Linked DNA regions of Sus scrofa: region 2 is linked to region 1. A link is a contact called in public HiChIP or PLAC-seq data. All regions are on one chromosome and are shown on one strand. Each heading gives the region's core, a stretch centred on a gene start, on an enhancer-like site or on the middle of the called end of the contact. The rest is flanking DNA. Distances are from core to core; before and after follow the strand shown.

Region 1 (4,678 bases), core at 983-3,482:
CATCACTAGGGTATGTGGGTCACTCCTATGACAGGAGATGATGTAAGCCTTAATGACAAATCACAGGGTGGTACATGGCACAAGGTAGATGATTAATAAACATATGTGGAATGGATAATTAATATGTGAAAGTCCCAAGATCTAAAGCAAAACTGTATGTGTATGAGAATAGCAAAGAAGATGAAAGCAAACTAAGATGGCCAAGACTTGGAAGGAAACAGTGCCGGACTTGTCAAAAAAAAAAGAAAAAAAAAATTACTGACCTGAGTCACTCACTATTTTGAAGACTTGTACTTTAAGTAATTTTTCTTTTCTTCTACTCCAGGCTCAGTGATTTGATGTATTTAAGATGTCTCAATAGTAATGCAAAATGACATTGTAATTCACTGGATAATTTTGGTACAATAGCAAATAAGGAAATGTGACTACTCTGTCTTGGTCTTATCTTTTTCCTGTAGTAATATACCAGCTATTTTGGGATGGTTGAATATTGTCTTTCCTTCCCATACACTCCCTTTCCTAAAACACTTTTGGAGGTTTTGTTTGTCAAAAGAAGTCTACTCTAACTACTTCATTCACAGCGTGCATTCTACAGGCTTCTGATGACAACAGTTCCCTCTTGTACTCTAAAATAATTGTGTCCTAGAACTAGTACCAAGAAGGCTTTGCTGTGTAAAACTTAGCATTCTCAGGTTCCTATCTGGTCGTTACCATGGCTTGGCCAAGTCAAAAATGAAGGGAATGGCATAACTCTCTAGGATCAGTTGAGAATATCCATTCTACTACGTTAGGTCTCTGTCCACTAGCCAGTGGTATAGGGGTTACAGTCTTCAGGTTATCAGCATGAACTCAAGTGAGTTAGAAAGAATGATGAAGGAATGGGTAGTCATGATGTTGGCGGTACCCAGTATCTCCAGGACTCAGATGTGATACAGAAAATGCAAGTGGTTTAATTGTAGATTAAATTAAATACAGATTTAATTGGCATGTGGTGTCTGGATCATCTACAGGGCAGCCTAGTGGATTTCAGTCAAATAAGTCAGGAAGCAGAGACTGGATAGGAGCAGCTCAACAGCTCTAGATGAGAACTGACTGAAGCTTTCAGAAGTTTCTGCTGTCTTTTCTCCTAGGACCACTGACCCATCCCAGCTCAATCTTATTATTCCTGGCCAGCTTTTTGGGTTTAGGGGGTCTCTGTCTATTCTAAAGTGATCCCCTTACATCTGTATCTTTCGGCAGGCACGTTTTCTTGAAAAAGCATGGGGGATTGGCAAGAGAAATAAACATTTGAGGAAAAAAAGCTTGTGTCACAGATTTTGCCACTCCTGCTCTACTTCAGCTAAGCAATATTGTAAGGAAGGTCAACAGTCATGAAACAAAATTTATTTTAATGTTATGTGTGTGTGTGTGTGTGTGTGTGTATAGTTTGGAGTTTTTGATCAAGAGTAAAAATAACAATGGATGAAATTCTAAAAATTGGATGTCACTATTTTGAACGTCAAATGAACACAGGTCAGGAGTTCTCTTGTGGCTCAGTGGACTAAGGATCTGGCATTGTCACTGCGGTAGCTCTGGTTACAGCTATGGGATGAGTTCTATTCCTGGCCCGGGGAACTGCCACATGCCATGGCTGAGTGCCCCCTCCCCCCTCAAAAAAAAAAAAAGAATTAGAAAAAAATGAATGCAGGTCAGAAAGTCTCTGAATGAGAAAGTTTGGGGTCTGATTTGGCTCAAGTCTGTGGTTCACTATCCTGGCTACACATTAGTATTGACCGGAGGGCTTTTACGAAATTTATACCTCAGATAGGCTAAGTCAGAATCTGGGAGAGGAACCCCCAACACTGGCACTGCTAAGTATATCCCAAGTGATTCAATAGGCATTCAGAATGGAAAACCACTGGCAAAAATTATCCTGATTGGTTGGTTCCCTTGACCAGAGGTTCCCAAACACGGCTGGTTTTTTTGTTGTTGAGTTTTTTTGTTTTGTTTTGTTTTGTCTTTTTAGAACTGCGCTTGTGGCATATGGAGATTCCAGGCTAGGGGATGAATCGAGGCTGTAGCCACTGGCCTACATCACAGCTCATGGCAACGCCAGATCCTTAACCCACTGAGCAAGGCCAGGAATGGAATCTGTGTCCTCATGGATGCTAGTCAGATTCATTTCCACTAAGCCATGACAGGAACTCCAAAACATGACTGTTTAAATGCTGTTGAAAACAGATTCCTAAGCACAGGGGATGAATCAGGATGAGTCTTTAAGGGTAGAGTCAGTGCAGGAGGGTGTTGGTGGTGAGCTGGTGTGGCAATAAGGAACAGAAATCTGTATTTTAAGAGTAAGTTATGGGAACTCATTTCATTTTACCATCCAAACTCTTAGGAACAATCTGATGCTTCATGTTTTGGTTTGCTAAAATAAGTAATTACTGGGTCAGACCACTTGGTTCAGATGGCTCAGTCTTACTGAGAATATTACCTTGACTTTGCTTGATGCTAAACAAGTTTAATTTTCCAGATGCTCTTCTCTGTCAGATTTTTCACAAGATAGGACTGCTTTGATAAAGACTGCTTTTATAAATAGGTGTGTTGGGATTTTGGAATTCCTTGCTCCATAAGCTCTGTGAATGTTCATGCCATGTGCTATGGTGAACCAGAAAGAAAACTAAACTAAAAAGATACCGGTTTTTAAAAGCTGAGCCTTATTAGTGATCCCGACTATAAGTGACCACCATACCTTTCTAGTCTCTTCTCGTGGACTAACTCTTCTGAAGGTTTCCCATTAGCAAGCGTTAAAGATCACCCTGCTCTCCCAAAGGACAGCCAGTGCTGGAGTGTCATTCCCTGACACCCAGCTGGAGCAGAAGGCTGACTTCCTGATTCCCGAATGTGTCTACTTCCACTGGCCAGCAATATTGTATTCTTTGTGGTTTCCCAGGCCTCTCAGTTTACTCTTCCTCTCTAATGGAAAAAGTAGAAAGCCACCCTCTCTGCATTTCTCTCCAATCCTTCTGTGGCCAAGCACACTTCTGTTTCATGGGGGAGGCTTATCCACTGGCAAAAAAGTCCACTTCCCACTCACCATTGACTTACTTTACCTGATGTATTTTAAACTCTGGGATGGGGCGTTCCCATCGTGGTCCAGCGGCAACAAATCTGACTAGGATCTATGAGGATGCAGGTTTGATCCCTGGCCTCACTCAGTGGGTTAAGAATCTGGTGTTGCCATGAGCTGTCGTGTAGATTGCAGAGGCAGCTCGAATCTAACATTGCTGTGACTGTGGTGTAGGCTGGCGCTTACAGCTCTGATTTGACCCCTAGCCTGGGAACCTCCATATGCCTCGGGGCGGCCCTAAAAAAAAAAAAACAAAAAACAACTCTGGGATCTGGGTGCTAACCCACACTGCCTTGTTTTGTTCTGAGGCTTTCTCAGAAGAAATTACAGCTATGAGTCCACCTAGTACTGCTGAGAGGAAAAAATCTGCAAGGGCTGGGCAGACAGTAGGTGTTCTATAAACACATTTCCACAAATACCTTTGACTTGACCTCCATCTTATCAAATAACAACAGACCTTGTGGCAGACAGTCCTGAGGCCATAAATTCAAGAAAGACTTCCGTCTCTTAACCCAGTGGAATAAAAGTTTTGTTTATCCCAGAAAACTTTTCTAGTTCTAAATGTATAAACTTTCTCTTAGAAGATTGGGTCTAGATTAGTGATGAAGGCTGCATGCATTGATCAGAAGCCCTTGGAAATAGCTCAACTTTACACTTCCATCAACCACTGAAATAACCATAGTCAACCACTGAATATAACAGTAGTCAAAAAAGAAATGTCAGTAAATAGAACTTTTCAGGGAAATTTGAGATCCGAGTGAGTAAGATCAAAGGGAAGAAGATATTGAATACTGACTTCTAAGAACTCAGTTTATGCATAGAGAGCAGATACACGAAAATGAGGAAGTGGATGAGGGAATCATTGCATCTTAAAATCATCCTATCTTAAAAGCATTTTACAGTGCATCCACCATAGGGTGAAGCAAAATAAAACAAAACAAAAATACTAAGGAACTTTAAACATTGAGTTATTTCCATAAAAGCTACTACAGTCTTTGTAGGAAAATAAGACAAACACCATGAAAGATGAAATGAAAATACAATGTAGTACTTGACTAGATTCTGAGAAATTGGAGCTGAGAGCAAACGTGGTCATAGTTCAGAGGATTTTTTGAGTAGGGCATTGTCTTGAACCAAATAGGATGCAGCTGAGCCTTCAAAGATCAGTAAGATTTCAAAATAAGGATCTGATTATACCAAGAAACATAATTAAATGACTATTACAATCCTCATAATCTTACACTTACAAAAATAAACAATAATAAAGAATTTGTTTATTCATATGTAGGTGTTTTGAATTACTTTGTCTTCATACAGTACATGTAGGCTGGGTCTGGAAGCTCTCTCAGATTTCATGCACCTGAGAGAATCTTGGATGATTCTACTGACACTATAGTTGATCCAAAGACCAAGCCTAACTCTAGTTAAAGCCTTCTGAATCTGTATATCAAGTCATGCAAAAAAACTGGTCTCATTACTTGATATTGACCCCCGCTTGATCCCCACTCATTCACCAAGCTGGATTCCAAACGATGAGAAAAACTGAATCTATTCTCAAAGGCAGATGTT
Region 2 (5,178 bases), core at 607-3,106, 79 kb before region 1:
ATCTCAGTGGCTTACAGAAACAGACATCTGTTTCCCATTTGTGTTCCATGTTGGTAGCTGTGGATCAGCTGCTATGGCTCTTCTATCATGTGTCCTCTCATCTTATTCTTCGAGTCAGACTGAAGGATCTGCTTCCACTTGGGAAACCTGGTTTCCCAAGGCAAAGGACTGGCAGAAACATATGATGATTTTTGAAGCTCTCTCCAGAGACAAGACATATATCTGCTCATATTCTGTTGGCCAAAATAAAGCCTATGGCCAAGCCTGACATCCATGGGCAAAGGATACCCCTTCAATCCAGGAGGCACTAAAAGTCACATTGCCTTGGATAAAGATATATAATCCTCTCTCAGGAAAGAGGCCTAAGTAGTTTCTAACAATAAATAAACCTACTATAGGTGAGAAATTATTCCGCTGACCAACTGTAATATCTTTTAGTAGGCCAGTGACATCATCAGGGTTGCCTTTGGGTATGAGATGAATCTGGAATGGGGGGGGGGTGGAGAAAAGAATAAAACTGCATAGGTCCAGGCAGGAGACAATGACAGGCAGGCTAAAGTCGTGACAACTGGCCCTCTCTTTTGGGACCCAACTCTCCAGTCTTTATTCTGAGACCTACACAAGCAAGTGGAGGGGAAAATCACCTATTAGGGTGAGGAACAATGAAATCACTTTATGTAAGTATCTGGATATTGAGGAAAACAGGACCAGTTCTCAGGTTAGGCTCAGAAAACTATGAGAGAGAAGGTGATTTTATATTCCGACTCTACTCTCTTCCTTGAACCTATCTCCTCATGGACCTCACGATTTCCATCCTTGTTGGCCAAATGCTAGCTCACAGTGCTCTCATTTTGTCCCAGAGAGGCCCAGGTCTCCCCACCTATTGTCTCCCCAAAACCCTCCCTTCAACACCCACTGCCTCTGGCTTGAGCCTTCTGCCTCAACCTACCTTCTTCAAAGAAGCACTTCCCAATCACCAATGTCATCCCCATCATCAGGGCGTGGTTAGTTAACTGGCTAACTGTTCCCGCTAAAAACACTGTTCACTATAATGTTACTTTACTATCTTGAAATATTTAGATTTTGAATGAATGTCTCAGGGAGTTCCCTGGTGGCCTTTCAGGTTAAGGATCTGGCATTATCACTGCTATAACTTAAGACACTGCTATGGTGTGGTTTTGATCCCTGGCCCAGGAACTTCTGCATGCCATAGGACGTGGCCAAAATAATAATAACAATGATAAATGAATGTCTCAGATGGAGAATACCTTCGTATCCAAAAAGCAGTCTCTTACATAAGCCAGTTGAGGGAGATGTTCTTAAGCAAGGAAAACAATTAGGAGTAGGTCTTAAACCCAAGCCATGCAGGCAAGTTCTCAGTGTGTTAGCCCCCATCTCAGCCACTTCCTAACAGAGTATGTGAAGTGTGTCCTATGCTGTTTCCTGGTCTGCACAGATGATACCAAACACCATTCTCTTATCCTAGAAATACATTTTAATGAGAGTAGCACATTCAGAGCCAGAGACCAGTGCCTGAACATTCCAGAACCTATAATGATCATGCTGCGTGCTACAAAACTTCTGATGGTGTCAGTTCCCTTGCTGTAATACTCTCATACCCACTGACAAACTTTCTAAGTCATTGTTTTTGATGGGAATAGAAAGGCAGAGAAAAAGGTGACTCTGGACCAGCACTGGGTTGGTAGATAACAGTATATCTGGCCTCAGCTTGAGATGCAAGATGTCTTTCACCCACCAGAGCATCAGCGCCCTGGATTGAGGCAATTTTTTTTTTTTTTAACTCAGTGATTCTAACATCTGCCTCTTGGGTGAATAAATAACCCAGCACCTTCCTTCCAGTGGCATCAGGTCACACAGTAATCTTCATCACACCATCTTCCACAGGCACAGAGAGGCAGAGGCCTCCTACGGCCACAGCACCCAGATTTTCTGCTCTAAATAAGCCGTGCATCCAGTTGGACCTGAAAATATATTGCCTGCAGCCAGTTGCTCCTGAGCCACTGCTGAAGTCGTGCAACAATTATCAATCCAGCAAGGCTAAAAGACAAGTCACCTGGAGGCCTGGTTACTCTGTGGCTTGGCAGCTCTACCACCACATCGGTGCCACTCTGCCTTGGACTCTGTGGGACTTTTGGCATCAGATTCCCTTCCACGGAAGGAAGAGACAGTCACTGCTTCTACCACAGGTGAGTTAAAAGGCATCTGTTTTTGAATAAATTTCGCCCAGTTTGCATGGAGGGAGGCAAGATCGAGAAAGCTGAGCTGAGCTGAGAGAGGCTGGGATGCTTGGGCTGACTTGGCAGATGACAGGTTTTGTTACAGATTTCTAAAATAATGTTGCTTTAAGAACAGAAAGAAAGCCCAGCCAAGAAACATCAACAGTAAGTTTTCCTTCTTTTTCCCCCCGAAGATATGCTGAAGCCAGGTTTAATTTTATGTCAGGAAAGAATTCCCTCCTGAGACTTTCCTGGCTACGGTTCAGTTGAGGATAATGTTTTCCAGCCATGCTTCCAGAGCCCCTCAAAGACTGAAGGGAAAACGGCAAATAGGCACGAAGCCTCACTTTGAAGCAGCAGGGGGAGCTGTTATGATAAAGAAACTGGGTGGTTTCTTCTTGGTCGGAGGTTATTTCAGAAATTCAGGCAACGTTCTCTACATTTTATTTTCAGCACCGGGGAGTACCTAAAGAATAAAATATTTACAGATGCTAGCAGATTTTATACCTCTGACTTTAATGCAAAGACTTCATGTTATATTTTACATCAAAAGGGAAGAAGTTGCTAGCATCTGCAATGCGTGACTATGCCGTGATTACTTCCATCAGCATGTAATAAAGCATAGCTCATTCGATATATTGCAATTCCAAAGTCCCTGATGGAAGTGGATGTTTAATGTTGGACTTCCAGGGCATAAAAAAGAGCCATTGTTACAACCTCACAAAAATTTACCTACCCTCACCACATAAGGCATCTCAGTTCTGCCCAGTAATTATTTCTGTCCAGTAATTTTGGTTTTCAAATTGCTTGAGCCCATTTAAAAACTGAGAGAGAGAAAGGTAGGGAGGCCAGACTCACTACTTATCTTTAGAAACAGCCTTTCTTCCATTTCTTATTGGGTTGTTTTGAAGTCCTACTTACAAACGCACAATGTGACTTCGCACAGAGTTAAGAATTAGATGACTATGTTATTTGTTGCTATATGTATTATACTATGCTACTTGCTACTATATGTTACTATGAAAATGTTAATGCATTTTAGCTAATTCTCATGGCCACCTACCTCTGATGACTTGGTTCCTTCTAGCATCAACAGAATCCTTATGCATAAAACCTTCTGAGGCTAAAATTTGACAATTATCAGTGTTTCTTGTACACATTTCTGTGATTGTTGCTTATACATTATTGTCGAGGATGCCCCAGGAGTAGAAAAAAATAGCTTCCAAGGAGAATTGGCTAAAGGGAATGCTAAAGTTCAGGGAAGCCGAGTCCCAGAGAAGAAGGAGATAAGGGGGGAATTGGCTGAAACATAGAGGATTCAAGAGAAGAAGCAAATTTCACTGAGGAAGTTGAAAAATCAGAGACCTCTCCAAATAGGTGTATGGCTAATGCAATACCTTAAAGACTAATATTATATCGTCCAAGGAATTCCATTACAGCAGAGTGCCTCAGATTTTCAGAGGGATTATGGGAAAATGATCTGAGAAAGCAAGAAATTGGCCAGAAAATAGACTAATAAAGGGCTGGCAGGAAGAGAGTTGACAAACAAGTGATACGCCAAGCAATATATATGTGTGCAATGGAGGTGGAAGAGTGAGAGAACAGAGAGAGAATTAGACAGAAGTATTTCAAGGATAGCTGTTACTATTTTATAATATCATGAAACATTTTGCGAGAAGAACAAACACATCAGCTATCTCTAAACATGGCTGGCTTATGTAATATATCTCCTGATATGCTAATCAGCAGTTCTCCATGGTTCCAGAAAGTTCCAGATCACCCTGAAACCAGTTAGGCACTCATTCTCAGCTGTGATCTGAGTAGGGACTTCCCTTTGTCTTCACTTTATTTTTATGCTGTGAGCTCCTTTGGGTCAGAACAAGACTGCCTTTCTGCATGTCCTCCATGGGGACCTTTGACCATGTTCTGATCCCCAGAAGGTCCACTAGGGAATATAGTGAATGGTGTTACTTGTCAGATTCAGAGATAAATCAGTAATAGAAGGAAGGTTTCTTTGATAGTGGTTTGGGGTTGAATTTGTTTCTTTCTGTGCAAGGTGTCTACAAATTTCAGTGGGTTTCTACATGTACCTAAATTAGAAAGCATTGCTAACTCAGTAAGAAATGTGAAGCCTTTGTATTTATAAATCATTCTTCCCAGCTGTTCTATAATCAAGTATTAATTCTCTACTGGGAGGTAGATCTCTTCAGGCATCTGAGGCAGCTCCAAAATTTCCCAGTTGTTTCCAAATATTAAGCCTCAGTGCAGTCAGTCATTAAACATGAGTTTATCTTTACCTTCTGCCCTCCTCCACTTTCCCAGTGCATGTATGAACTGGCACCCTGCCTAACTGCAGGCCTATCTCAGGAGCACTACCACCTTGTATTCCCCTCTAAGATTACTCCCCCTGGGTGTTGGGCTGACGGGAAAGACAGAGAATGAAGAGTATTGTGCCAACAGGCCACTGTGTAACATCTCTCTCTCGGCGAGTGCTGATTCTCTGGCCACAGCCTGGCTGGGGGTGCCCTCTGTGTGGCAGGCCTCCAGATTCTGGCTTTCTCTGGGGACTAGAGATGTGAGTTCTTTGCGCCCCAATCTTTGAGAAGTTGGAAATCCAGCTCAACCCTTTGGAGCTCTTGTCACTGGCCATATCCTCTATAGCCTTCTGCAGCTGAGGTGCAGTGGGAAACTGTCTTGGAACTGGGGTGAAACAACCTCAACTATGTTCTAAGTAGCATCCACTTGACCCACAGAAATCTCCTAACTTGACCATTAAACCGGGTGCCCCTAGTTTAACACTGCCCTCCTCTCTCCCTCTCTCACCAAGATTCAGAACCCCTACTCCTATGATAGATTCACAGCAAGTGCACAAGTAGGGGACCAAATGATACAACAGTCTTTGTGAACCATTCTCTTAGAAGCCCTAAGGAGACCTTAGGGA

Evidence for each region. HiChIP or PLAC-seq counts read pairs in DNA pulled down with a chosen protein or histone mark.
Region 2: an H3K27ac HiChIP or PLAC-seq map of alveolar macrophages shows a contact between it and region 1. The contact joins the promoter of DAB2 here to the enhancer-like site in region 1. A contact is called at or near these places in 4 of 47 Hi-C or Micro-C datasets (embryonic fibroblasts, liver, mesenteric adipose tissue and 1 more) and 2 of 2 datasets of contacts at active chromatin or transcription factors (alveolar macrophages and skeletal muscle).

The regions. Positions count from the first base shown.
Region 1 is chr16:24,695,700-24,700,377 of Sscrofa11.1, reverse strand. The region is part of intron 2 of DAB2 (disabled homolog 2); the gene reads left to right. Among named protein-coding and RNA genes, the nearest start is that of DAB2, 79 kb to the left of the region's middle. Within about 2 kb of position 2,232, at least 4 of the 83 cell types and tissues checked have an H3K27ac peak or open chromatin away from gene starts, as enhancers often do. A contact at or near this core is called in alveolar macrophages, where this site is marked.
Region 2 is chr16:24,773,615-24,778,792 of Sscrofa11.1, reverse strand. It overlaps DAB2 (disabled homolog 2), which reads left to right and starts at 1,856. Exons shown (of 16, transcript XM_021076650.1): 1 at 1,856-2,207. All of the region lies in intron 2 of LOC102163534 (a long non-coding RNA gene), which reads right to left.